Regions from separate parts of the Mus musculus genome. Here all the other regions are linked to region 1. Evidence: chromatin contacts called from public Hi-C, HiCAR-type and promoter capture Hi-C data. All regions are on one chromosome and are shown on one strand. Each heading gives the region's core, a stretch centred on a gene start, on an enhancer-like site or on the middle of the called end of the contact. The rest is flanking DNA. Distances are from core to core; before and after follow the strand shown.

What was found. Promoter capture Hi-C pulls out the DNA fragments that hold promoters and counts their contacts. Hi-C and Micro-C count contacts between places; a contact is called where the count stands out from the background. HiCAR-type assays count read pairs that join an accessible place to other places. Capture Hi-C pulls out chosen DNA fragments and counts their contacts.
Region 2: a Hi-C map of B cells shows a contact between it and region 1, with 7 read pairs. The contact joins the promoter of Smap2 here to the promoter of Ybx1 in region 1. A contact is called at or near these places in 1 of 39 promoter capture datasets (pre-B cells) and 1 of 484 Hi-C or Micro-C datasets (B cells).
Region 3: a promoter capture Hi-C map of pre-B cells shows a contact between it and region 1, with 4 times the contacts expected there. The contact joins the promoter of Exo5 here to the promoter of Ybx1 in region 1. A contact is called at or near these places in 4 of 39 promoter capture datasets (cranial neural crest, liver and pre-B cells), 2 of 115 datasets of contacts at active chromatin or transcription factors (astrocytes and large pre-B cells) and 1 of 9 other capture datasets (liver).
Region 4: a promoter capture Hi-C map of adipose tissue shows a contact between it and region 1, with 3 times the contacts expected there. The contact joins the promoter of Nfyc here to the promoter of Ybx1 in region 1. A contact is called at or near these places in 7 of 39 promoter capture datasets (the 3T3-L1 cell line, 3T3-L1-derived adipocytes, cranial neural crest and 3 more), 2 of 115 datasets of contacts at active chromatin or transcription factors (astrocytes and microglia) and 1 of 9 other capture datasets (adipose tissue).
Region 5: a Hi-C map of B cells shows a contact between it and region 1, with 5 read pairs. The contact joins the promoter of Slc6a9 here to the promoter of Ybx1 in region 1. A contact is called at or near these places in 1 of 39 promoter capture datasets (hippocampal neurons), 1 of 484 Hi-C or Micro-C datasets (B cells) and 1 of 115 datasets of contacts at active chromatin or transcription factors (embryonic stem cells).
Region 6: a contact with region 1 is called in a HiCAR-type map of astrocytes, with 2.1 times the contacts expected there. The contact joins the promoter of Dph2 here to the promoter of Ybx1 in region 1. A contact is called at or near these places in 2 of 39 promoter capture datasets (hippocampal neurons and pre-B cells) and 1 of 115 datasets of contacts at active chromatin or transcription factors (astrocytes).
Region 7: a contact with region 1 is called in a promoter capture Hi-C map of hippocampal neurons, with 2.2 times the contacts expected there. The contact joins the promoter of Cited4 here to the promoter of Ybx1 in region 1. A contact is called at or near these places in 2 of 39 promoter capture datasets (cranial neural crest and hippocampal neurons) and 1 of 115 datasets of contacts at active chromatin or transcription factors (astrocytes).

The regions. Positions count from the first base shown.
Region 1 is chr4:119,293,169-119,295,875 of GRCm38.p6, reverse strand. It overlaps Ybx1 (Y box protein 1), which reads left to right and starts at 1,363. Exons shown (of 8, transcript NM_011732.2): 1 at 1,363-1,672; 2 at 2,071-2,134. The coding sequence starts at 1,513.
Region 2 is chr4:121,015,867-121,018,573 of GRCm38.p6, reverse strand. It overlaps Smap2 (small ArfGAP 2), which reads left to right and starts at 1,327. Exons shown (of 10, transcript NM_133716.3): 1 at 1,327-1,825. The coding sequence starts at 1,723.
Region 3 is chr4:120,923,675-120,926,381 of GRCm38.p6, reverse strand. It overlaps Exo5 (exonuclease 5), which reads left to right and starts at 1,377. Exons shown (of 2, transcript NM_028457.2): 1 at 1,377-1,871.
Region 4 is chr4:120,824,386-120,827,092 of GRCm38.p6, reverse strand. It overlaps Nfyc (nuclear transcription factor-Y gamma), which reads left to right and starts at 1,352. Exons shown (of 10, transcript NM_008692.4): 1 at 1,352-1,563.
Region 5 is chr4:117,833,950-117,836,656 of GRCm38.p6, reverse strand. Slc6a9 (solute carrier family 6 (neurotransmitter transporter, glycine), member 9) reads right to left here and starts at 1,399. Exons shown (of 14, transcript NM_008135.4): 1 at 1,180-1,399.
Region 6 is chr4:117,890,615-117,893,321 of GRCm38.p6, reverse strand. It overlaps Dph2 (DPH2 homolog), which reads left to right and starts at 1,319. Exons shown (of 6, transcript NM_026344.3): 1 at 1,319-1,612; 2 at 1,895-2,007; 3 at 2,204-2,427; 4 at 2,621-2,707. The coding sequence starts at 1,466. It also overlaps a transcript of Ipo13 not described here.
Region 7 is chr4:120,665,174-120,667,880 of GRCm38.p6, reverse strand. Cited4 (Cbp/p300-interacting transactivator, with Glu/Asp-rich carboxy-terminal domain, 4) reads right to left here and starts at 1,318. Exons shown (of 1, transcript NM_019563.2): 1 at 61-1,318. The coding sequence starts at 1,078. The coding sequence ends at 530.

The DNA of each region.
Region 1 (2,707 bases), core at 114-2,613:
TCCCTGAACTCACTTTGCAGACTAGCCTGGCCTCGAACTCAGAAATCCGCCTGCCTCTGCCTGCCAAGTGCTGGAATTAAAGGCGAGCGCCACCACAGCCCGTCGGATTTAGCGTTCTTTTTGTATTTCTAGTTCATGCTTTTATTTACTGGGAGCTAGGAGTATGCCACAGTGCTCGTGGGGAGGTCAAGCTACAGCTTACAGGAAGAGGCTATCTTTCTCTTTCCATTATGTGGAGCTGAAGGCAAGAACTCAGGTTTGGCCAAGTGCCTTTACACACAGAGCCATCTCAGGTCCTCTTGTTTCCCCCACTCCCATCCCTTCTCTCTCTGCAGCCCCTTCTCCAAGCAGCAGCCTTTTCTTTCTTTAACGATGCTACTCCTTACTTACACCGCGAAAGCTACACTGCTCACCGGTGATCAGGGGAAGAATCTCAGGTTAAAAACACCTCTGCCCACCTCTGATTCCTACTTCGATTGGTTTCCTTTATTTGCAGTCTCCGTGAGACCCTATCTTTTCTAGGCCTTTGCACAAACCTACCTTTGCCTGAAATGTCACCACCCAACTCTTCCTGCTCCCACTCCCCAAACGCTGTGCTCACCCAACCAAGAAGTGGTGGGCGTTTAAAATTCCACCATCAGAAAGCAGAAACTAACTGGCAAACTACTTCAATCCCCAGTCAATAGTAGATGCGTAATAAAGAATGAATGAAGGTAGGCGGAGGGCTTCAGAAAGAAGGCAGCGTGTGTTTTACAGTGTATAAAAACAAGGATAGCAATCCTTGTCTACAGTGCTTAGTTTATAAAGTCAAAAACCCTAACATCCAATAAATGTGAGGCGAAATTAAATCTGATTTGTGGCCAGTATGAAATACATTTCCTCGGACGCCGGGGGAAACGATCACCCCCGCCCTGAACACGCTGAGTCGTGGCAGCTCCAGCGCCTGCGTGGTCCCTCCAAGGTGACTGGATCACCAAAAGCCTGACCCATTAAGGAGGCCCCGGCGTTCACCCAGCCGTGGGAAGGAGCCCCTTCTAGGAGGCCGGAGTAGGCCCGGCGATCGCGGCCCACGTGCGCGACGAGCGCAGCCCCATCTGGGAACGTTCCCTCTGCGCGTCCTCCCGGTACTCTATGGTGCTCACGGCCGAGGCTCTCATTCTAGTTCCGGTCTCTATGGCGGCGGAGGCCTGAGAAGCTGTGGGTCGGGCGAATTAGTCGCTAAAGATACCAATGAGAGCGCAGGAGCCGCGGAGCGTGAGCCAATAGGCGCTAGAGACCCGGTCAGGTGGTGAGATGGACAACGATGCGGACCAATGGGGGAGGACGAGGGCGGGTCTATCGCGGGGCTTATCCCGCCCGTCCCGCCATTCTCGCTAGTTCGATCGGTAGCGGGAGCGGAGAGCGGACCCCAGAGAGCCCTGAGAGCCCCACCGCCGCCGCCGGCCTAGTCACCATCACACCCGGGAGGAGCCGCAGCCGTCGCCGCCGGCCCCAGTCACCATCACCGCAACCATGAGCAGCGAGGCCGAGACCCAGCAGCCGCCCGCCGCCCCCGCCGCCGCCCTCAGCGCCGCCGACACCAAGCCCGGCTCCACGGGCAGCGGCGCGGGTAGTGGCGGCCCGGGTGGCCTCACATCGGCGGCGCCCGCCGGCGGGGACAAGAAGGTCATCGGTGAGCGCCAGAAGGGACCGGGGATGGGGCCGCGGGCCGGACCGTTAGGCGACGCGGCCCGAGCCACGGACTACGCGGCCGCCCCTCCCCCCCGAGGCCCGCGGCGCGCGCACACCGGGATCCCGCCGCTGCTCCGGCCGCCGCCGCCCCTCCCCCGCGCCCACCCGCCCCGGGGCCTCGTGCTGGGGTCCCCGCCCCGCCGCCTACGCAGCCGGAGGAGCGCGGGCTGCTTCCCCGGCCCTCACGTGCTCGCCTCCCGGGCGCACACCCACCTCGGACCCGCGCTACCCGGCGCACCCACGTGTGCGGCGAGGGCGGCGGCCCGGGCCTGCGGCTAGATCCTGGACCGACTTCCAGGGCCAGCCGGTGATTGGACGTTGTTGTGCTTTGTTTTCCAGCAACGAAGGTTTTGGGAACAGTCAAATGGTTCAATGTAAGGAACGGATACGGTTTCATCAACAGGTGAGATGCCGGGGTGGAAAGCTCGCGTCCGCCTCCTGCATGGGCCAGAGCCACCGCGGGCATGACAGGGTGGGGGATTGGGACCCTGTGTTTCTTCCTTGGGTGACGGGATTAGCGGGTCTGTAGACTCGCTTTGTGTTGCTGTTAAGTACCGATCTTGAGCTAGCCTCAAAAAGCTTTGGCACAAAGCAGGTCAAGGCAGGCGCGTCGCATGAGCCATGCCTTAACAGTTACCTTGCATCAAACTGAGGCAACTCCAGGCTAAGCACGCTTTTAACCTTGACATCCCTTTCTGCTTTGAAATTGCTATGTAAGAATGTGACCCGCTAATTAACATACAGGTGATCTTTCACCTTGTTAACCTCTCGGGGAACGGGATTTGACATGTCAGTTGCCTGAGATGTTATCTGTACTGTAAGGTTATGTTGCCTTTGTTTAGACTACTCGAATATTCAGTCCATTTAGTACCTCGAGCACATTTTTCCTATAGACCTTCTGTAGCCAAAGAGGGCTCTTCTTATTTGTCCAAACGACGAGTAACGTATCTGAAAGGAAATGGTTCTTCCTCATTTT
Region 2 (2,707 bases), core at 78-2,577, 1.7 Mb before region 1:
GAGAAAGTAGAGATGAACAAGACTGCTGTCTTAGAGGCAAATAAACACTTTGTCTTGCTGGCCTCCCTGGTCTATTACTCTAGCCTTCAGAAGAATCCCTTAAGAGCAAATATCAGGAAGTAGCGTTCTCTTCCCCTTTAGCACATCCTGTTTTTTCTCAGTCTCTTTTAAGAATTTGATGAGTGAAGGGACGGAATGCATACACAGGAAGATGGCCGTGGGTTCAAGACACTATTTGTAACAAGAGAGGCTTTGGAAAATAATACCTAATAACCATTTTTAAGTAGCTGCTTATTCCATGTTACCCTATAACTGGCTCTCCCCCAAACAACCTGAGAGATGGCTCAGCAGGTGAGAGAGTTTGGTAATCTCTCATAGGACCCTGGTTCCTTCCCCAACACCCACATCACACACCCTCATCCATCAGCTGAAACTCCAGCTTCAGGTACTGCAATGCCCTCTTCTGGCCTCCTTGGACACCTACACACACACACACACACACACACACACACACACACACGCACGCACGCACGCACGCACGCACGCACGCACACGCACACGCACACGTACGCACTCACACACGCACGCATGCACACACACGCAAGTAAAGGAGGCTAGGTATGGTGGCACATACCTTTAATCCCAGCACTTTGGAGGCAGTTCTCTGTTAGTTCGAGGCTATCCTAATCTACAATATAAAGTTCCAGGCCACCAAGGGCTACTTAGGAAGAACCTGTTCAAAAAAAAATTTTTTTTAAAGGAAAGAAAAGTTCTGCCTAGACACTAGTCAGAGCGATGCTCAAAAAGGGCAGTAGTCACAGAGAAGACTAATGTATATCAGCGGCAGGAGGCATTCCAAGTTAGAAGTGATCACGAGGGAGGGTGTAATGTCTCTTTAACTCGGGTCAGAGGGTGAGTCCTTTTGTCTCTTGAAGGAAAGACTAACCTAAAGGAGTCTGGGATAGCCACAACCCTTGTATTATATAAGGATAATAAACACACATCTTATAAAGGTTGCTGTGAAGAGCATACTGTGATAATTGATAGAAAGCGCTTAGAGCAGTACATGGCACACAGTATGAGCTCTGTAAATGTTGGTCGTTCCCTTCACTTTATTCTCTTCACTCTCCTCCCTCTCCACCCGGCTTCATTCATTCTTTTCCAAGGGCACGCAGGGGGCGTGTCCTCCCTCCCGCCGCTTCCACCTAAGCCCCGCCCCCGGCTCTTCCCGGATTGGTTCCTAGGAGGCGGAGCCAAGGGGAGAGCCCAGTGCAGCGCGGTGGGCGGGGCGCATGCGCGGGTTGGGCTGGGTGGAGGAGGAGAGGAAGAGCTGCCGGAAGTAGGCGGTGGAGGTGGCGGCTGAGCTGGTCGCAGCTGCCAGGGAAACCGAGGCGGGAAGCACAGCGGGCAGACCCTCAACACTCGGGGTCAAGTGTGCGTCCCGCACGCCTGAAGCCGGGAGCTCGCTCCACCTAGGCCACTTCTGGGGTCCCGCAGCCTCCGCGAGTCCCTGCCTTGCCCGAAGCCCGCCAGGGGGCGCCGCGCTGAGGGGCTGAGGGGCTGCGGGGCGGGGGCGCTGACGGCTCTGACCCCGGGGCTGCTCCGGGCCGGGCGAGAGGACCGCCTGGGCGGGGACCCCAAGGCCTCAGCCCCGGACAGAGGCAGGGGTTCTTGGGGGGTGCAGGGGGCGCGTCGCCCTCTGCCCCCGCCGGCACCCTGGCCATGACAGGCAAGTCGGTGAAGGACGTGGATCGGTACCAGGCGGTCCTGGCCAACCTGCTGCTGGAGGAAGATAACAAGTTCTGTGCTGACTGCCAGTCCAAAGGTAACGCATCCGGGGCGCCGGCGGGGGGCCAGCTGCGGGGCGGCGGCGTGGCGATGAGCTGCGATGGCCTGAGTGGGGAGGGGGTTCTGGAGCTCAGGGCGAGTCCTCTTCGTATGACCACGCGAGCCACCCTCGCTCATGAGCTTGCTGGGTTTCCTCGGGCTTGGGACTTGGGGTTTGGTGTGGGCGAGTGTGTGTGTGTGTGTGTGTGTGTGTGTGTGTGTGTGTGTCAGCGAAGTGGGGATGATATAGTGGGGGGTGGGGTTGCCCGGTGTGTTCAGGTGAGACTGTCTATGTTGCAGACTCTGAATGGCTTCTGGGCTCGCTGTCATGCAGAGCTGGCAGCCTTTTACTTGGCAAAGCTGTGGGTGAGCTGCAGTGTGGTGGGGGTGGCGGTGGGGGTGACGAGGAGGAAGGTGAGATGACTAAGAGAAAAACTGTCGAAATGATATTTAAAGGTGGCATTCCTTGCTGTCTGCTATGTCGTTAGCAGCTCCTGTCATTTTACCACCTTGTTGAGCTCAGACCGAGTGCTTAGGTGGCTTTCTTCACCCAGGTCGTGTGCACTGAGAAACAGCTACCTTATGCAGTGACACAGTGCGGATTTCTAGGTAGTCTAGCCTGGGTTGTGGAGGCCTCATGCGTGTGTGGTGAGCGAAACTAGCAGACCTGGACTGTAGTGCAGGACCCGTTCAAGCAGGGAGAAAAGGAAGCAAGGAATTCCCCCAATTCGTTATTTCCCTGGTGATTACACCTTTAGAGAGGAAATAGAAATTGGCCACAACCACTTAGCCTTTGTTTTCTGTGTCTGTAAAGGTTCATGCTGTGTTACAATTAAAGGTCAATATGGTAGAAAATTTACTAGTGAATTCTGTACAGCTT
Region 3 (2,707 bases), core at 128-2,627, 1.6 Mb before region 1:
CACTAGGTTCTAGTAGGATTAAGAGACTAGACTCAGCCACTCATCTTCAATATGCCCTTAATGAAAGAAAGGGGATTTATTCGATGAGGTCACTTTGGAAAGAGGAACAAACACAGAGGCCTAATGATTTCCAAGACTGTCTTTGGGGTTCTGACATGTGGTTTAGGTTTAAACAAAGCAAGAGGGATGTACAACTAAGCAGATCAAGGAACAGTCCTGTCCACAGTTGTCTCAGCTTGTGTCTTCTGCAGAGTGGTCTGACAAGCTGTAAGGATCCTATGAAGTCTCTTCCTGGGAGGTAAGTTCTCCTCTGAATGGTGGGTGGCGGGGGGGGGGGGGGGGGTGGGGGGGTGGGGGGGGGGGTTCTACTGCTTCCATACTGCCAAAGGGAGGGGCACAAGTGCTTCTCTTTTATCTTTGCTCCCACTGTGATTGAAGATAGTATTTCATGGGTTTTACTCCACATTTGGAAATTTCCTCTTTTTTTTTTTTTTTTTTTTCCTACGCAAGTTCCTTGTTTGGAATCTGTTCATCCTCCCCCTGATACAATACACTTTATAAAACCCTGATTCTGGTGAACCCCTTAAACTGGTGACTGAATTAACTAAATGAACCTAACAGCTAGGCTTTATCCTTCTGGACTTTAGACTCAAGTCTAGAGTCCCAGCGCTGAGATTTTTGGTGTGGGTCACCATAGATGCTGGGAAGTATTTTTCAAAGGCTCAGAGGTTAAGAGCACTAGCTGCTCTTACAGAGGACCTTAGTTTGTTTCTCTGTGCCCATGTGACTCAACCCTTCTGTAACTCTGAGGCCCTCTTCTGGCTCCCGAGGGCACCAAGAAGATATGAACCACAGACATGCATGCAGGGAAAACATTCATACACATAAAGGAAAAAACAAAACATTTTTTTTAATCTTTAAAAAGAATCTGGGCATAAGGGCACAATGGCTTGTAATTCCAGCACCGAAAAAGCAGAGGCAGGAGTAACCCAAATTGGAGGCCAATAAAAAGGATAAGAAATAAATAAAATAAAATAAGACACTGACAACTGCCAGCGTCTTTGAAGCTTGAGTTCATGATTGTTCACTAAGCTGGGAAAGCTGATGTCAGGTGCTAAGATCCGGATTCGGGCTCCAAGGGTGTCAGAGGCCAGCTGCACTGGGGACAGCGAGACGACCACCATGACCGTCCTCTCACCGGGCGGGCGTAAGAGAACGAGACGGTAACAGCCTGCACTAGGCACTGGTGGATAAGGAAATACAGCGGACTGCAGACGCCCACTCAGCCCCAGTGTCGCGAGAACCAGGGGCCTGGTGGGTGGGGAGGGGTGTGACATGAAAAGGGGCGGGCCTCCAACCGCCGCCGGGAATTCTGGGACAGGGGTGAAGAGCTAAGGGGCTGCCCCTTTCAGGCACGCCCCTCATTCGGGTTTTTGTTCTGTGCATTTTGGGCCCGCGATTGAGTCTTTGCGCTTGGGCACACCAGGGGGACTGGGGCTGGGGGCTGAGTGGAAAGCACACGCCTGCCTGCGTGGAAGGCCTGTAACGAGTCAGGACGCAGAGGATGAAGGCAGCAGCAGGCAGCCGGAAGCCATCAGCAAGGCAGGGCCTCCGACCTCAGGCTGCGGCTGGGAACCTGGAGAGCAGAACTTACCGCCTGGAGACCTTACCCTTGGAGAGGCCAGTGTTAGGAGGATTTATGACACGCAGCTGCCCTAGCAGTGTGACTCAAGTGGAAACACCATAATGTGAAGGAGTGGTCAGGTGAAGAGAACAGAAGTCCACATTCCATCATAGCAAGGTGCCTCCCCATCTCCCCTCGTTTTAATACATGCTCTTCCCTGTGAGGAGGGAAATCAACTAAGGCCCAGGTGAGTACGAGTTGCCTCTCTCCTGAACTTTTCAGAGCAAATAGATACATAGTAGACCCATCAATGCCTTTGGAAGGAAAGCCACATTTATTGTGTGTTAGTTAATATCTGTACTGTTTTAGCTCTGTGGGCATTGAAGGATTAGCTTACCAGTATACATTTTAAAGATGTGCCAGTCTCATCAGAGAATTTTTGAAATGTGCCCAAGATTATTCAAGAAACAAATAGCAGAACCGGGCGTGGTGGTGCACGCCTTTAATCCCAGCACTCAGGAGGCAGAGGCAGGCGGATTTCTGAGTTCGAGGCCAGCCTGGTCTAGAGTGAGTTCCAGGACAGCCAGGGCTACACAGAGAAACCCTGTCTCGAAAAACCAGAAAATAAAGAAAGAAAGAAACAAACAAACAAATAGCATACCAGCAAATTCTACTGGACGTTTCAAGATTAGATTCAAAATCTGTATCTTCAGGATCCCTAGACTCTTGATGCCGATCTGGTATTTTCTGAACATCTATCTCATTTAATTTTTCACCTAATAATTTTCAGCTTTATCTGTTTTAAAACTTTTAAAACATATATTCATATATAAAATATTTAATATGAATATTAGTAGATATTTCTATATCTTTAAGAAGTCAAGGGGGCTGGAGAGATGGCTCAGAGGTTAAGAGCACTGACTGCTCTTTTAGAGGTCCGGAGTTCAAATCCCAGCAACCACATGGTGGCTCACAACCATCTGTAATGAGATCTGATGCCCTCTTCTGGTGTGTCTGAAGACAGCTACAGTGTACTTATATATAATAAATAAATAAATAAATCTTTAAAAATAAAAAAAAAAA
Region 4 (2,707 bases), core at 103-2,602, 1.5 Mb before region 1:
TGTGCTGGGCATGGTAGTTTATGTCTGTAATCCCAGGACCCCGAGGCTAAGTAAGGAAGATTTAGCTGAGTTTAAGGTCAGTGTGGACTACATAATGAGCACCGGACAACCAGTTATAGACAGGCCTTGTGAAATACTACACTTCCCCATCCCCACCCCCACCTCCCCAAAATGGTTGGCTTCCATATTCAGCCTAAAGTGCCAAGATTAGAGGCATGTATTACCACACCAAGCCATACATATTGTGTTAATGTATTTGCATGGAATGCATTCGCCCATAGAAGGCAACATCTAGATGTCTTCAGTGGAAACTTCACCCTATTTTTTGACACAGGATTTCCCTGCGTAATTCTGGAAGTCCTGGAACTCGACAAGGCTGGCGTTGAACTCACAGACCCTCTTGCTTCCGTCTTCCCAGGTGCTGGAATTTCAGTTCTACCGCGCTGGCCCCAACCTATTTGTATAGACTGGGCCTCCCACTGAACCAGGAGCTTGCTTATTTAGCTAGGCTGGCAGGTTTCTTTTCAAGCCTTTCAGGTATGGGAGACTACTGTGCTAGTGGCTTATGGAGTGTTGGGGGGGCTAATGCAGGTCTTAATGCTTGTAGGAAGCACTTTACTGAGCCACCTCCCAACTCTTTAATTTTTTATGCCAATTTTTAAAAAAAATATTTATTATTTTATGTAAGTACACTGTAGCTGTCTTCTGACACACCAGAGGGCATCAGATGTCATTACGGATGGTTGTAAGCCACCATGTGGTTGCTGGGATTTGAACTCAGGACCTTCAGAAGAGCAGTCAGTGCTCTTAACCACTGAGCCATCTCTCCAGCCCTTTTTATGCCAATTTTAACGTTTTAAAATGTCACCTTTTTGGTTGTTTGGAAATTTTATTTCTTCACTTACTGGTGTGTGTGTGTGTGTGTGTGTGTGTGTGTGTGTGTGTGTGTGTGTGCGCGCGCGCGTCGCACATTAATGATCAGAGTTCAGCTTTCAGGACTCTGTTCTTCTGGTCCATCCTGGGTTCCAAGAATCGAATTCAGGTCGTCCGGTTTGCTGAGCCCCAGGCGGCTTTTTAAATTTTCCATGCCCGCGAAGTTCTTCTCTCCCTACCATTCATTTCCTTGAAGAACAAAACACGGAAAACTATTTCCTAAAACCCAGAAGCGAGCGCATCCTAGCTGAGAGCTTCAAGGATATAGAACGTCCTCGGAGGTCACCGAGAAACGCCTCCCGCGCCCCTGGGAAGGGGCGGGGCCCCAAAAGTCTCCGCTCTCACTATCCCGCTTGGCCAGGCAAGACAATTCTCGCGAGACTTCAGGCACCTCAGCCGCTGCGCACTACGCGTTGCTGGGAGTCGAGGCGCGGAGTGGGGGGAGGGGCAGGGGAGACGGTACAAACGGCGCGGCCGCCATCTTGTTTGCGCCCCCGCTCCGCACGCGCTCCGGTTTTTCGTGACGCACGCTTCCCCCTCCCCTCCGCCGCGCCCGGGCCTCTGCATTGCCCGACGGCGCAGCAGCGCGGGGGCGGCTGCTTTCTTCGCTGGACGCCGGAGTAGAGGCCTGTGAGTGTATGAAAGCTTGGGTGAGGAGGGGAGAGAGAGAGGGGGCGGCCGGCAGTGAGGGCGGTGCTTCCCGCCAATGGCGGAGAGCTCCCTTCCCTCTGCGGCCGCCGCTGCACTTCGGTCGGCTCTGCCGCCGCCATGTTATGTGTTCGCCGGGCCCGCCGCTGTCGTCGCGGCTGCGCTCGCGGGGTCCGTGCGCCTGGGCCCGCGGGCTTTCTCCCATTGGCGGAAGGCGACGGCGGGGGGGCTCGCTCGTGATTGGTCGGCGGCGGGGAGGCCGCGGACCTGGCACCTTATTGGTCACGCCGGCTCCGGCCTGGGGGGTGATGAAGGAATTGGCGGCTGTCGGGATGCTAGCTGCTCAGGCTCTGGCGGCAGGGCGACGGTCCCTCTAATGCCAGCGTGGCGGGGAGTCTCCGGGACGGAGCCGGAGGCCCAGAGGAGAAAGAGAGTGGTAGCCTGGCGTGTGGCCTGCAACGGGGAGGGGTCACTACTAATACCAGAGGCACGGTCAACTACAAGATGGGGTGTGCAAGCCCCTGCTTTGTAAACACGGAACAGAAGTGTCTTCGAGACCTAGGGGTGCTAGACTTGGAAATTGATCCAGCTTGGGAATGACCCTGAGTAGAAGTCTGAGTGCATGGTATGGAAGTAGTGGGAGTGAGGACCAGAAGGACAGAATCGGATTAGGGAGCCTGCTGTAAGAATTTGGGTTTTGAAACCCGGAGGATTAGTGTAGAACTCCAGACTCCATTCTGGGTTCTGAAATGGAGAGTGGGAAACAGGTAAACAGCCGGATCCCACTGGACAGGTGTATCAACTTTTAGAGGCTGAATGCCATTTTAACATTACATTAAGTAGAATCAGAAAGTCAGCTGTAGAATGTATTTGCATAATTGGGAAGTTGGGGGTTACAGGATTTGGGATCATGCTAGTTTTGAGATGTTATATATGAAATTTTCACTGGTCTAAGAAGAATATAGGATCAGAGCTTTGTGCTTGCTAGACAAACATTCTACCAACTGAGTTACCCCACTTCCCCCTTAAAATTGATCTCTCTTAACTTTCAGTTCAGAGGGCAGGTGAGACAAACTCAGGAGTAATAGACCTTGTTTCGCGTGCTTACCTGGGTGTATGAGTATAT
Region 5 (2,707 bases), core at 150-2,649, 1.5 Mb after region 1:
GTAGCTGCCCGGCCGGACTTGAAGGCCCGGGACGGGCTGGCAGTGTGGGGCGCGGTCACTTTTGGAGTCATGGCACCGCCCGGAGTGCCCACTTCCTCGAAACGAGACCGGTTCGCTTTAATCAGTGTGCAAGGTGTGTTGGGGGGCGGGCGTTACATCAGCCACCACGTGTGCGCCTCTCAGCTGGCGTGGAGGATGCCGCCCCGCCCCCCGCGGTGGAAAAGTACCCGGGTGCCGAGGTCTCCGCCCCCTTGCCCCGCCCCCGCCCGTCCTCGGCCCCTCCCGGGTCTGCGGGCAAGCCCCCTCCCGGCTCGCTGGCCTCAGCTCCGGCCCGTGTGTGGCTGCCTGCTGCGGGGTACAGGCTGGGAGCAGGCGCTCGGGAGCTGCGGGAAACCAGGCCTCACCTGTGGCCGCCCGCACTCGCCGCAAGCATGCCCAGAAGGAAGGCTAGAGTGAAGGCTCGAGTGGCAGGGCGTGGATTTTTTCCCCCCAGAGTAGCAGTCCCCCAAAACCACTCTCCGCCCCGCAATCCCTTCTCAACGCTGCAGCCACGCGAGCCGCGGACAAAAGAGAACCGGAGGGCGCTGGGGTTCTTCCTCGCTGCTTCCCAGGAACCGCGGGCGCGCGGGAACCGGCACCCGGCGGGCGAGTGGGCGGGCAGATTAGGAAGGCCGCCGGCTGCGGCGCCCAGATAGATAGCCAGCACGGCTGGGAGAGGAGGTGGGGCGAGAGGCTGCACGCGGGGCACAGACCCCGCTGCCGGCTCCCGGCCGCGGCAGACCCACTGGCGCCCCAGAAAGACCGAAGACGCTCTTCGGTTCCGGCGCTGCGCGCACAGCCCCGTACCAACCACCTCCGACCGAGCCGGCGTCGGCACGCAACGCACCCCCTCCATTCCGAAATCACCCTCCCTCCCGTCTGCTTTAGTTCCTTGGTGACAACGATGACACACAGACACACGCACCTACCCAGACCTTCGCGGCGAGACAGACATCCCAGTGCGAGCACTCACACTCTTAGCCACAGATACCCGCAAGCAAACGCTATCTCATCCACGCACCACACACACATCCATACACATCCTGGGGCTCAGCCTCCCAGAGTCACAGAAACGCCCAGAACGACGGCTGGACAGACCTAGGCTCGGGCCGCAAAGCCCCCTTCCCCCAGCTCTCTTACCATACTGCTGCCCCCGGCCCAGGCGTGCTGGGTCCGCACCGCGGTGCGCCCAGGTGGCTTTCTTAAAGGGAAAGTTGCATCAGCCTCCCGAGGCTCTCTGCAGCCGCCAGTCCTCCCGCCCCGCCGCGTTGCCTGCCGCTCCTCCAGAGCTTGTTGTGTTTTGGTTTCGGGGAGGCGGGGGCTAAGAGTTTGGTGAAAGTTTGGAGAGTGAAGAAGGCTTGAGAAACCTAGCCAAGTCCCTCCCCTCCCTGAGCGGCTCCCCTGGCCGCCCTCCCCCGCCCTGGTCCCATCTCCTCCCTCCCGCGTGCCGACTACTCAGACTCCTCCTACCAGGGAATAAGATTACAAGTGGCTCTAGTTTTCTGATGATTGATCCTCACGAACCCCTGGGAGTGGGGCTCGGCAAAGGAGTCCCCTTCTCCTTCGCCTCTCTGCCCTTCAGTTGGGACACTTGGAGGAAGCAGATGTCCTCCCCTTCGGGCTAGGCTTGGAACGAAGCCAAAAGGCCTGGGGCGCTTTGGGGGGCTGGGGCTGCAGTTAGCCCGCCAGGCCCCTGGCCTTCTGCGCCTGCGTTCCCCCTAGAGAGACGTCAAGAGCAAATTCCGTTCCCTTTGCAGTAGCGCCGCTAGAGACTGTGGGCACAGCTGAGTAAAGCCTGGGGCCCACTCCTTGGAATTGCAAGGCTGGGGAGCCCTTTCTCCCCGAATTCTCCACCACTGATTTGATCAGCCCTACCTGGTTAGTTGTGCCACAGAGCCTACCTACTTCAGGTGCCTGGATTGCAGTATCTGCCAAAAGATGCTTTGTTGAGCCTCAGTTTCCTCCTCTGCAAAATGGAGAGAATGACTTAAGGAAATGCATACCCACGTGAAACTCATTGCTCCAGATTGGCAGTGGTGCCTAGCAAATGGAACAGGCTGCCACATTTGCTTACCTTGAGCAAGCTGCCAACCCTCTATCAAACCAGACAATACTGATTGCCAGAGGACTGCTGTTGCTTCGCAGGTGCTCTGCAAAAGGCCCTGGTCTGGAGAGGCAGGCTCCGGATTCCACTCTGTGCCCCGAGTTCTCACCATTTTCCGGCCAGGAAACTTGCTTGTTTATTGACATCCAGTCTCCAAAGAGCAGGCGCATCCATGTCAAAGCCGCGCACAAGATCAACTGGTGTGAGAAGCCACCTTATTAATTTATAATCACTGAAAAAGACAGCAGCCAGCACACTCCCTTCAGTTGGGCCTCTCTCTACCCCACGGCTCAACCACAGCCCTTTCCCAGAACTACCTTCTTATATACTGCTTTCTGCTGTCATGGAACTCACAATCTGTTCATTCTCGAGATTTGGTCAGATCTAGGAAGGCACTTATGTCCCTTTTGAGTTTGCCCGTGAACACAGCAGTTATAAGCCTGCTTGGGGTTTATAGTCTCCCACGAACTAATTACCAGAGTTTTGTATAGAGTAGAGAGGGGACACACACGCAGATCTACCTAAGCAATCTGTTGTGCCTGTGGGCTTTTTTTTTGGGGGGGG
Region 6 (2,707 bases), core at 70-2,569, 1.4 Mb after region 1:
CACTTCATTATTTATCCCGCTCCTCAGTCCCAATTAAAAAAAAATGTGTATGTGTGTATGGCTGAGTTTATATCTGCGCACCACCTGAGTGTAGTTGCCTGCAGGTATTAGAAAAGGGACAAAAAAAAAAAAAAAAAAAAAAAAAAAGCTGGGCGTAGTGGCGCACGCCTTTAATCCCAGCACTTGGGAGGCAGAGACAGGCGGATTTCTGAGTTTGAGGCCAGCCTGGTCTACAAAGTGACTTCCAGGATAGCCAGGGCTATACAGAGAAACCCTGTCTCGAAAAAAAAACAAAACAAAAAAAAAGGAAAGGGACCTCCTAGAACTGGAGTTGCACATAGTTATAAGCCACCATGTGGGTGGTGGTAACTGAACCCACTGCAAGCACAGCAAGTGCTCTTAGCCACTGAAACATTTCTCCAGCCCCGTTAGTCCCATTCCCACAGTCCTGATTTCTCAGCTCTCCTGGAGGATGCAGAGATGCGCCACATGTTTTCAGTCCTTTTTCCCTACGGCATCACGTGAAGAGAGTCTTCCTCTCCCATCCCTCCTTATGATAAGAAGTCGTGTGGGAGAATGTGGGATGTAGCTCAGCCAGAGAGTCGTTGCTTTCCATGCACGAGGCCCCAGGTTCAGTCCCAAGGAGGTGGGGCGAGAGAATAAATTCGGGCTCTAAAGCCCAGTTTCTAGAACCAGCAGACATGGTTTTGTTTTTCTTATCTATATGGGATAATTCTTGCTTCTAATGATGAACTGGTGAACTTAGCAAGGGTCAGTGTTTGGTTGACAGACCGTGAGGACAACAGGTTGTGGGACAATTCTCTAGCAGGCAAAGTAAAGGACATAGAGACATTTTACGATGTCTGGCAGTAAGTACCTGCTCACAAATATTCAAACCCAAGCTGTGGGCACTGAGTTGGAAATTATGCAGTACTGGGAGATCCAGCTCGGTCACACAGCAAGACCCTGTTTCAGATTCTGGGGGCTGTGAAGATGGCTTGGTGGATTAGGGAGCTTGCAGCCAACCCTGAAGAACTGAGCTGTATAAGGACCCTTGCTCTCACTGTATGTATATACGTGCACACGCGCGCGCGTTTAAATATGATCAGCAGATAGCGCCTGCTCACACTGAATTAGTGACTTAGAAATTAGAGGGCACCGGCAGGCTGGCCTTAGGGTATCCGGGAAGAAGCTTTAGCCAGTGGAACCACAACACCCACAAGGCTTTGCGGCACTTCCGATTGGTCCTGAGTGAGAGGCTAGTGATTGGTTCTCTGTGGGAAGTCCTTGAACCCGGAAGTAATCTCCGTAGGTCCATGTGTAGTGGAGAGCCGGGAATTTGGAAGCGTACGGTTTGGATCCTAGGACCCGAGGACAGGTTGGTCCGGATCCACAAACAGAGCTGCTGTGACCTCGAGGACTTTTGAGGGTGCAGCTGCATCTCACCCCACCCAAGCTGCGCCCAATGGAGTCTACGTTCAGCAGCCCTGCGGAGGCAGCCCTGCAACGGGAGGCGGGCGTTCCAGGACAGTTCACTCCTCCTGAAGACCTGGACCGCGTGTATGAGCTGGAGCGAGTTACGAAATTTGTCTGCGATTTAGGTTGTCAGCGGGTGAGGTCTGGTTCAGAGAAGGGGGCGCGAAAAGGGGGCGCGGGGCGCGGGCTCTCCTCTGGGTATGGGTTGCGGAGATTGGGACTTTGGGTCGGGATCCGCCCGTATCGCACGGATTACCCACAACTCTGTGGGGCTGGCTGCCTCCTTAGAAGTAGGGGCTTGGGATGTTTAGTGGGTTTTTTTGTTTGTTTGTTTGTTTTTTTGTTTGTTTTTTGTTTTTTTGCAGAGGCTGTTGGTGGAGGAGTGAGGTTGTCGCTGACTTGTGGCTTGTATTTACAGGTGACTTTGCAGTTCCCTGACCAGTTACTAGGAGATGCGGGAGCGGTGGCTGCCCGGCTGGAGGAAGTCACAGGAGCTAAGATGTTCATTTTAGGGGACACAGCTTATGGCAGGTATGGGGTTTCCCAGCCCACAGTGTCTGCCTCCAGTGACCGTGTTTGCACGATGAGAAGCTCCTGATGCCAGCTTCCCTCAGTCACAGTGAATTCCTAGCTTGGTGCCATTTTCTCCACTGGCCACATTTCCCATTGATGACAACTCTTCTCTCCAGGTAGGGAACACCTCTCACCAATGCTCTCTCCCCTGCAGCTGCTGTGTGGATGTGCTGGGCGCCGAGCAGGCTGGAGCTCAAGCCCTTGTGCACTTCGGTCCTGCCTGCTTAAGCCCCCCAGCCTCGCAGCTGCCCATCACCTTTGTCCTTGGTCAGCGACCCGTTGCTTTAGAGCTCTGTGCAAAGGCCTTTGAAGCCCAGAACCCAGATCCGACAGCCCCGGTGGTACTGCTGAGTGAGCCAGCTTGTGCCCATGCCCTAGGTGAGAAATTATACCTGTGAGGGAAAGAAGGGTGGGTCCACAGCTTCATGCCTTAATTCCTCCTATTTAAGCACACTTACCTAGAGCTCTTGGCCTCAGTTGGCCTGGCTTGTCCTTTAGGGTCACATTGAGGCATCTGGGGATGAGACATCTCTTACTTTGCCAGACTTCAACTCTGATGCACCTCTTTCAGAGCCTTTGGCCATGCTCCTGCTCCCAAAGTACCAAGATCTGCTCATCTCCCGCCCAGCTCTTCCCCTGCCAGTGGGATCCCCGAGCT
Region 7 (2,707 bases), core at 69-2,568, 1.4 Mb before region 1:
GACTTTTTGCAAGTTACAGGTACTTGAGGGTGGGGATGAAAAGGAAATGGAAACTCAAAATTGTAAAGCAACCCAGTTTTATTTTGGTTTTAGAGGCCAGCGGGAGCATGGCTCCACTCTGCAGGGGTTAGGTGTAAAATCCTTCCCTCCCCCGGGCCAGGGGCCCAGGGAAGGTAGGGGGTACGGAGAGATGGCTCCCTAGACCCAATCCGGTTAGTAGGCTGCTCGAGAAGGAAGGTCAGGCAGAGGCCTGTAATGGCTCAGATTGGGGCAAGGCGGCGGAAAGAGGGCACAGAATCCAAGAACGTGGAATCCGAAGGCTGGTTCAGTTCCCTCCATTAGACCGCTGAGGCTTGGGTATGAGAAGCGAGACCCAACTGTCATCTGGCAGGAGGCAGAGCCTGGAGGCAAGGCAGGTGTTCTCGGCTGGAGCCGTCTCGGCACGAAAACCAGGCGCCTCCACCCTCACGGAGGGTGTGTGGGAGCCGGGCCACCGGGCGCAAGGTCCCGTGTCTCTGGGTGGTGGCTCTCAACAGCTCACCGAGCCGGCGGCCGGCGCTGACCCCAGGTCTGAGAAGCAATCGAACTCGCTCTGGCCGAGGAAGAGCTCCGGCAGCTCGCGTACGCGGTGCAACCCGAGCTCGAGTTCCAGCGACGTCAGCGCCTCTTCGTCGATGAGCTCGGTGTCCATGCAGCCCAGGGCGGGTGGCGGCGGCGGCGGCGGCAACGAGGCTGCGGCTCCGGGCGCCGGCTGCAGAGGTGAGGGCCCTCCAGCGGCTGCCGGGGGCGCCGGGATGCGGCCCGGGGACGGTGTGGCTGCAGACTGCAGGTGCGTGCTACCGGCGCCCGGCGACTGCGAGACGGGGAAGGGCTGGAAAGAGACCGGCGACCCGAAGGAGCCGTATGCCAGGGTCCCGGGTGGCGGCGGCGGTCCCAGCGGAGCCCCCCGCGGCCGCAGACCGCTGTCCATGCCCGGGCCTGCGTATGGCTGCAGAGTCCGGGGAGCGTGCGGGCCGTGGGTGTGCGGCGGCACCTGTAGCAGGCAGTAGCCCTCGGCGAGCATCAGGTGGTCGGCCATAGCAGCTGGCGGACAGTCAGGGCACGCCCCGGGTCTCGGCCAGCGGCTCCTCTTGGGCGGGAGACCCGGGCACTGTGCAGTCCCTGCAACTCAACCAGGCAGAGGAAGAATAAATCGGATTCGTTCACTGTCTCACCCGGGTCTCCCGGATCTCCTCTCTTCTGCGCTGCCCACAGCAGTAGTTGCAGGCCGCAAAAGAAACAGACAGCCCAAGGGTTCCCAGGCTTTCGCGCAGTGCCTTGAAGTCCGGAGATTTTTTATACCAAGAGGCGGGAACGCCACGCCCACTCTCTGTCATTGGCTGGATGAATCCCTTCTGGGCGGGTCGTGAACCTGTCCAAGAAGGTATTGGTCCCGCCCCCTACCAGAGCTCCGCCCTTTGGGCCTGCAAGGGCGTCCCAGGATGCAGGCACTTTGGTAGGGCTGGGTGGTTGACATTTTTCTGGGGCTTGGTCAGGCCTTCGAGGTACTGGTTAAGAGGGGGTATGGGAGTAGCTTGAATTTGCCAGATGAGGTGAGAGGGCCAGTTCCTGTAGTTTCAGGATCTTGGCGTCACTCAATTTACTATTTTTTCGGACTGAGCCTCAGAGGCAGGAGAGATTTCCTGGAAACACACAGTAAATAAAGCCTTTAAGATTCAAACCCGGAACTTTGTATTGCACTTCAGCGAAGTGCAATGTCCTTTGAAGAGGTCAGCTCTCTGTTCCTACAATCCCCAGGGAGCCAATTGCTCCTTCTCTCTGGTTCACACTGTGCTGTCTGTTGAAGCTTGTCCTGAGTTGTTATTAAAGTAATTTATGGGCATGTCTCCTGAAGGACTTGTTCATCTTCTTACCCTCAGCATTTGGCCCGCAGCCTGGTTCAGAGCTGGCTTTCTGTAAAAGTGGAATGAATGAGCAAATGATGGCGTGAATTGCAGCTCATTCACCAAACTGCGGCTTTCTCCTCCGTAGGATGCTGGCCAGAGTAGCAGAGACCACAAGCGCCTATGGTGAAAGTTAGCTGAGGCTCTGTGTGTGTGTGTGTGTGTGTGTGTGTGTGTGTGTGTGTGTGTATAGAGCCCTCCATAGTGCCTGGCACATACATATGTATTAAATGTTCTTTAATCTAGTGAAAGGTTGGCTATAAGGCTGGCTCTAATGATCACCCAATGGGGGATTTCCAAAGCTTCTTTGAATCACAATAATCCTAACTTGGAGCTTTAGAGTGCTCTACATTCTACAAGTGCCTTTCTGGGGTAGGGTATGAATTTTTAGCCCTATTTTGCAGATAAGAAGACTAAGGCACCAAAGGAAAATGAGGCTGTGCAGAGGCTGTATGCAAATAGTCATTCCTATATGCAACAAGCTCTTTGAGCCACAGGCATGCCGGGGACGGTTTCCTGGAGCCTGACTTACACATGTTGGCTTTCCCCTCCTCAGGCTCCCCTCCCCCCTGCAGCAGCCTCTGGCCTTCCTGGAACTTTGGTTTATCTAGCTGGTGTAGAGGGGAGAAGTTTAGCAGCCGAGTTCAGAGGCCCAAGTTCTAATCATAGCTCTGCCACCTGCAGGGGCGTTGGGTGGGGGCTGGGGGGGCATCACTTGATTCCATAGGGCCTCTGCTTTCTGCTGTGAAAGGAAGTTGGTGGTC